2 separate regions of the Gossypium hirsutum genome follow, and region 2 is linked to region 1. The links are chromatin contacts, called in public Hi-C maps. All regions are on one chromosome and are shown on one strand. Each heading gives the region's core, a stretch centred on a gene start, on an enhancer-like site or on the middle of the called end of the contact. The rest is flanking DNA. Distances are from core to core; before and after follow the strand shown.

The links. A called contact is a pair of places that touch in the nucleus more often than the background predicts.
Region 2: a Hi-C map of leaf shows a contact between it and region 1, with 1.8 times the contacts expected there. The contact joins the enhancer-like site here to the promoter of LOC107891973 in region 1. A contact is called at or near these places in 7 of 34 Hi-C or Micro-C datasets (callus, fibers, leaf and 1 more).

What each region holds. Positions count from the first base shown.
Region 1 is chrD09:28,414,775-28,418,687 of Gossypium_hirsutum_v2.1, reverse strand. LOC107891973 reads left to right here and starts at 2,220. Exons shown (of 1, transcript XM_016816907.2): 1 at 2,220-3,913. The coding sequence starts at 2,481.
Region 2 is chrD09:28,462,494-28,466,406 of Gossypium_hirsutum_v2.1, reverse strand. No RefSeq gene overlaps it. Among protein-coding and RNA genes, the nearest start is that of LOC107891971, 43 kb to the left of the region's middle. Within about 2 kb of position 1,941, at least 2 of the 9 cell types and tissues checked have an H3K27ac peak or open chromatin away from gene starts, as enhancers often do. A contact at or near this core is called in fibers and leaf, where this site is marked.

The DNA.
Region 1 (3,913 bases), core at 971-3,470:
AAAAAAAAAAGAGTAAATTATACTATTAGTCACTAAATTATAGGTTAGTTTTTATTTTGGTAAAGTAATTAAAAAGGTCACAATTTGATCATTGAATTATTCAAAAGTTTTCATTTAAGTCATTAAGCTGTTAAAATCGATGTTATATGGCTCTCTCTGTTCGCATTGCCTGTACCAATCAAAAGCTCTCTTTCTCTTTCTCTTCTACAGTCTAATTTTTTTTATAACAACTTTGGACATCTCAGATCTATGAACCAAAGTTTAAATAGTTTTTTTCTTTGGTCTCTAGTATTGACTGTCAAATCCACTTGGATCTAAGGTATGTTCTTCTATTTGTCAATGGGTATTGATTCATGATACCAATCATCAAATTGTCGCTTAGAGCTCGATGGCAACACTTTATTTTTTTTAAAAAAAATTGATAGGTCAGTAACTTAAATAAAAACTTTTGAATAATTTAATGACCAAATTATAATTATTTTTAGCTAAATGACTAAAATAAAAAATTATCCCTGATTTAATGACTAATAGGTTATTTACCCTAAATCCATATCCACATTAACTTTATATAATTTAATTTACTACTTTAAATCTCTCTCTCTCTCTCTCTAATGATGACCTACAAAATAAAAGACCTACAAAATGATGGAACATGCAACCATTCCCTTAGATACTGTTGTGGAAAGACAGCCCTTTTGTCCTTTTTGTATGTCCCAACACATCATGTGAGCATTTTTTCACTTAGGAAAATAAAAATTCTGCCAACCATATTTAATAACATTGTGAATTGACATTAGTGCCCATCCCCTACCCCACACACCGACGCCATTCCCAACCCTGTCTCTTTCCCGTCTCGGTGCCGTATTGGGCGCTTCTAGATTATGTACCTCGCTGTCATTCCTGTTAATGATAAGGGTATTATCGGCAACATGCAAAAGTTATCATCCCTTTCTGAAAATTCAGTTGATTTCATTAAGATTTGCTTTTCCGGTATTTCTCTTTCGTAAATTTTCTTTAAAGATTATTTTCAGAAAGAAAAAAAAACAACTTTTTGAAATGAAAAATTATTTTTCACGTTAAAAAAATATGTTTTTCATGAAATTTTAAAAAAATAAAACTTAAAATATATATATTTTTTAAATATATACAAACATACTTGGAAATTTTGAATTTTTTACATCAATTATGAAAATTGAAATTTTTTATATATCATGTATAAAAAAACTCACTCTTAATATTGACTATAAAAAGCAGTAATAACTTATGTTTATTTCCTAAGAAATGTTTGACATATTTTAATGGAAAATGATATGTTTTATCATCAATAATTTATAAAAAATATAATCTTATTTTTATTTTTTAATTCCTTTTTTCAAGTAGTGTATGCTGTTAATTCTTAAACTACAACTATTAAAAATATTAAAAAAATATACTTATAAAATTATTTCAACAAATGATTATTAGTGTAGTAGTAGGAGATTTCTATTTGAATTTATTAGCATTGTGATTGATTCTCAAATCAATTTTTTATTATTATTTTATTTGAAATATTATAAAAAATATTAAAATTTAAAAGTACTTTTATAATAATATTAATTATCAGTGGCAAAGTATAATTTTTAATAATTTATATCTTTATAATTTTTAATAGTTTATATCTTTATAATTTTTAAAGAATTCAATCAAATTTTTATTATTTTTTGGAAGCCAAAGTATAATTTTACCATTACTAATTTAAAATTTAATAAATTGTAAAGGGCCTAAATGAAAAAATTTTTCATTTAAATCAAAGTATTTAAATGATTTTACAACTAAATTAGTGTTAAGTTTACTTGTGATACTAACTCAATCAGCCAATTTATATAAACATAGATACAAATTGATGACACTAAATGAAAAACTATTTTTCAAAGAATAAGTATATTTTAGTACTTATTTATTGAGGTTTAGAAGACTAAAATCCTTTTTAAAGTTATTTTTATAAATTTAATTTAAATTGTATTATATCAACTTAACTTATTATATTAAATTTAATTATAATGGTATAAATCAATATATATTTTTTATAAAAAAAAAGGTTTTTTTTTCACCATGACATGGGAGAATCCTAATAAAACCAAACTGGTCTTAAAAAGTTATTGTTAATGTAGGACGCTAATTTTATAATATAAATGAGTTAATACTATATATACACGTATACACTTAAAAGAGAAACAAGGGAAGAATTTTCTTTGATTTCATAAGCCATCTATTTTGGAGCATATTCGGTAAGAAAATAACAAATTTACAGTTGTTTCCCTCGTTTTTTTCCAATTTATTTTCATTGATAAAATCAAAACTTTTATTGGAATGTGCTTTGTCGTCAAATTATAGTCTTTCTTGGTTGTCTTTTTTTGAATAAAAAAAAACAGATTTCATCGTTCTTCCTTGGTGGTAAAAAGAAAAAAGGGTTTCTTTTGTTTGTTTTTTTTTCTCTAAAGATGCCGGAGAAAGGAGGGAGCTTTGTTCCAGTTCATCAATGGCGTCTTGGTTTGTTAACAGCTTTGGTTCTGGTTGGTATGGTGGTGGTTTGGAGCATAGATGGCTGCACCATCAAAACCTTCGTCCAATCGTGGCAGTTTAAACAAGATTACATCACCCTGAAAGTTAACTCCTTTGCTAATATCAATCAAACCCACCAAAATTTTTCACATTCTCTTCGAAATATTACCTTAAATCCAACTTTAAACACTACCCATTTCCCCTTTTTGAATGTTAATTCTTCCCTTGAAACCAAAAAATCAAGCTTGAACTGGGTTTCAGCTGAGCTTGAGAACAACTTCACTGCAAATCTGTTGAGTAGGTGGCTGGCTGAAGGAGGGGAGCCTTGTAAGGACTCTAAAACAGTGGAAATCAAGATTCCTGGCTTGGATAAGGATGATTTAGTGGAGTTATCAGCTGGTGAACTCCATTATTTCATGTTTCAAGCAGTGGATGAATCTGGGAATGGTCGTTGTTTAGGTGGGGATTACTTTGAATTTGATCTTTCAGGAGATTCATGGAAATCAAGGCCTTTGGTGAAAGATTTTGGGAATGGTACTTACTCAGTTTCACTTCAAGTTCATCCTGATTTTGCCGGTGACTATAATCTCACTATTATTTTGCTTTTTAGACATTTCCAAGGTCTTAAATTTTCACCTGCAAGATTTGCATATGATAAACAATTGCGCCATATGAAGATTAGGTTCTTTAGGACTAAAACTCAATTGCCTGAATTGCAAATTTGTCAAAAATCTGATTTCAATAGAGATGTTTGGTCTGGTAGATGGACTAGACATGGTAAGAATGATGGTTGTCGGATTAGTAACGACGGTCGGTATCGATGCCTGGCACCGGATTTTCCATGTCGGAATCCGTGGTGCAATGGTTCCTTAGGGGTTTTAGAGAGTAATGGATGGGTGTATTCGAGCCATTGTTCGTTCCGGTTGTTTACGGTTGATTCCGGTTGGGATTGTTTGAAGAATAGGTGGATTTTCTTCTGGGGTGATTCCAATCATGTGGATACCATTAGGAATATGCTTAATTTTGTGTTAGGGTTGCCCGAGATCAAATCGGTACCGAGAAGGTTTGATATGAACTTTTCGAACCCGAAAGATCGGTCTCAGATGGTTCGGATCACTAGCATTTTCAATGGTCATTGGAATGGAACACAGAATTATTTAGGTTTGGATTCTTTGAAAGATGAAGGGTTCCGGAATTTATTAAAGAAGTACTTCTCGGAGGATTCAGTCCCAGATACTATCATCATGAACTCTGGCTTGCATGATGGTGTTCACTGGTCGAATATTCGAGCATTTTCTCGTGGGGCAGAGTATGCAGCATCATTCTGGAAAGACATTATGGAATCGGTGAGGCGGAGAGGGTTAGTAGTGCC
Region 2 (3,913 bases), core at 692-3,191, 48 kb before region 1:
TTATGTACAAAATTAATTAATAATAATAACATGTTAATTAAGTGAATTATGAGTAAGACAATAAATATTTCTTTAGAATTCAAACTTAAATTCCACCTAAACCAAGAGTTTATTCGTAATTCTTCCTTTTCTTTAACCAAAGATACGTTAACAAATCTTGAAACATGGTTGTACACTTTACAAGAAATTTGTAAGGTAATTTTTTAAAGTAATTTCTAAGGTATTTAATAGTTTGACTATTCATAAATAAATAGGTGTAAACTAGCATCTTTTGGTAGGTAATCGGCGAAACGAAATTTTTTATATATTGCTTTGTGAGACACTTATGACATGAGTAGAAAAAATAATATGTAAATATACTTTTAAAAATTGATATAAAAATAAATAATGTTTTGGCTAAAATAATGAAATTAAATGCAAAAAAATTTTAAATTTATTCTGAGTTCAATTTAATTTTGGAGAATAAAGGTTTAAATATAATTTAAGTGATCTTATCAGTAAAATAAACATCACATCAAGAGCAGTTACCCGTAAAAGACACCTCCTAACATTTTAGTGTAAAATACTCTTACTTTTCTTAGGTTTAGTACAAAATGCACTTACACCTATGATTTCTACAGTGCCTACTGACACTTCCCATTGGGTTTAGAGTAAAATACATTTATACTTATGATTTTAAGAATGCCCTCATAAGCTCTCTTAAAATCTACTTTCTGAACAAATTTCAAATATAATAACAACTATACCGTTATTATTATTTATAATTAAAATTTAATGGTAACTAATTAATTAGTTGCCATCATTTTGAAGGTTTTAATGAAAAATAAATTGATAAAACATAAAAAAATCATTATAAACTTATTGTATATAATTAAAATTTAAGTAATTAACATGTACTTACATAAAAAAAATTAAATAAACTTATAACTAATGAAATCATAAGTTAATGGATAAGTTAAGGCCCTTAGAATATTAGGGTGTAATATTCAAGTATTTATTCTGGTTTATATCCCATCATATTTCGGTCAAGTATAGGTTCATTCTGATTTAGGTTTAGATATATTTTTCTTATCATTTTAATAATGTATTATAATGATTAATTCTACTTATAGTTATTTAGATCTATTCTTTGTAATTACAATATGACTGCTTTTAATTTAACAAAAAATTAGATATATTAATTGAAAATTAAATTATGTTTAACATAAAGATTATATTAGAATTCTAAAGCAATTTATAGTTTTATTTAATAAGAAATGAAATGTTTTGTATAACTAATAGATTTTTATTGTTTTTAATAGAAAATTATTGAGTATCTATAATACATATAAAAGCATCATTTTGGAGAAATTTTTAAACTGATAATAATATCTTTTATTATTAATTAGATTACTAAATTGATATTAAAATTAATTTATTAATATAATAATAAAAGTAGCATTAATTATATATTAATTAATATGGTAGTTAAAATTAATATTTAGCAGAATCTTATTAGGTCAATATTTTATTAATGCAAAAAAGTCATAAACTGAAACGTAAATCTTAACATTAACTTCAATTATAAAACAAATTTGTAGACATGTAATAATTATTGAATCCCACTATCCGTTGAAAATTATTGAAGCAGATAAGGGACATAAATAAATGTGTATCCAAAAAAAACAGCTGTTGGGCAAAGCTTCACACATTTCAAGTTTTCTGCTCCATTAATTTGGCAATTCACCCATAATGGGCCCACCCTCAAACCTATCGACTGCTAAACCCTAAAAAATTGAATGTTTATTAAAGTAATTTATTTTTTGTAATAACTTATTAAGTAAAATTTTGGAAATAGATTGAAAAATCCAAAAATGGTGGGAGGTGCAAAGCAAATGGGTTTGGTCTACAGGCTGTTCTTATTATGCAGAAAAGGATGAGTAGTGAAAAAGAAAGGGCAGCCAGCTGAGCTAATTTGTGTAAAACCAAAAACAGTCATTGCTTGGCTGTATTCACACTTCACAGGTGTGTGTGTGTTTGTTTGATGAATTTCAGTCAATCTCAAATCCTAATTTCATTTCTTTTTATGCTTTTGCTTTTGGCCTTTTTCCATTCACTTTGCTCTTTTTCTTTTGACGTGGTGAAAACTGTTCTAAATATAATATTTTTTTAAATATCTATTTTATTTTCTTATACACTATCAGAACTATTAGCCTCTCCTCAACACTAAACGAAAAAATAAATGTATTTTTTGGAATCACATTTTCCCATCTCCCATATTAATAATTATATTAATATCAATCGAGTTAATATGTAGCCAAAATATAAAAAATAATTAATTTCTCGAAAGTTATTTTTGTTTTGCTTCACCTCAAGAGAGAATCTAAAGGGTAAGTTATGGTCTTGACTTCTAAAAATAAAAAATTATATTTTAACCTCTTAAAATTTATTAAATTATAAATTTATATATATGATAATATTATGCTGTCTCTCAAGATGAAAATAAATTTATAGAATATTTTCTCAAAATATAATGAAATAATAAATTAAAACATAATAATTTTATATTTTAACTTTTTAAAAACTCAATACCAATATTTCTTAAAATATTTTCTAGATTCGTGCTTCTGCACTAAAAATGGCTTCTACGGTAAAATGTTTTACAAACCAAAGATCGAAAACCGATGACTCCTGTTGACGATGATATTTTTTTAAAAAGAATATCAAAAAAGTGAGCAAATCTCTCTTCTTCTTTTTTAATATTTTAGAGAAAAAAAATCCAAAAAACTGTAGCAAATTTTTTATTATCACGACTATGGCAAACATGTATCATAAATCCTTGACAATTAATATAAAATATAGTTTTATATAAATACTAATATAAAAGAAAAAAAGTTATAAATGAATTCAATTGGTGAATATAAAAAAATATTAAAAAACATTGGAAGTTAATATGTATATATTTTTAGAGATAAATTTTAAAATTATGCTTCACGATATTAAATGTCCATTGTAAAATAAATTTTGTTTTTATATAATTATATACATCGAAATTTGTTTTTAATTATACTTCACTAATATCATTATCTGTTGAAAAATACGAAACTAAAATTTGGTGTTAGGGGGAGTGCTCATTCCCCTACCCACCAAATCTATATGGAGACAGTTTCCTGTTGGCAATTTATTGAACTGATTGTTTGGGCTATGATGATTATATAGACGATATCTAGCCCGTTATGGAAAATCATATCACTTGAAAATCATATATTAGTGATTGGATTGAATAAGATTACCCTTATTTAATCCTTTGAATCAATGAAGTTGGATTAGATTGAATCACTAAAGACTTATCTGCCAAGAATCCTAGTTTATGTTGTTAATTATTATTATGTTGTATTTAGCTTATATAGTGCTTGTTTTATAGGGATTGTGATAGATCTTTTTATGTAAGCAAGTCTGGATAAATTTTTTTATAATTGAGAACTTGTGTAGGTTTATGAACAGAGAGAATTGGGCCACTAACCTATTCTAAGTGAGGAACCTTATTGTATGTATGCATATTGATAATAGAACCTTTTTATTGTGGTTTTACTTGCTAAATTCACAAGGGGTGAATTTAGTGGTGAGAGTATCTAGTCTTCAAGGTATAAATGTGAGGTAAATTGTCATAGGGTGTGTGATAGATTAGGATCACTTGTTGTAAGTGTTGAAAGTAGTGGATATTTCTCACTGAGCTAGGCTCTGCATGTTGGATCTGGTCCCAAAGTGTAGTATTTTCGTTTATGTACACTTGTAATTTTTTCGAACAGATTGGTTAATAAAATTATTCATCAATTTCATTAATACTTTGTATATTTTCCTCACATGGGTTTTGCATGTAAAGCAAAATAGAAGCAAATATTAGCTCACTAGTTGTCTAATGTTTAAACTAATA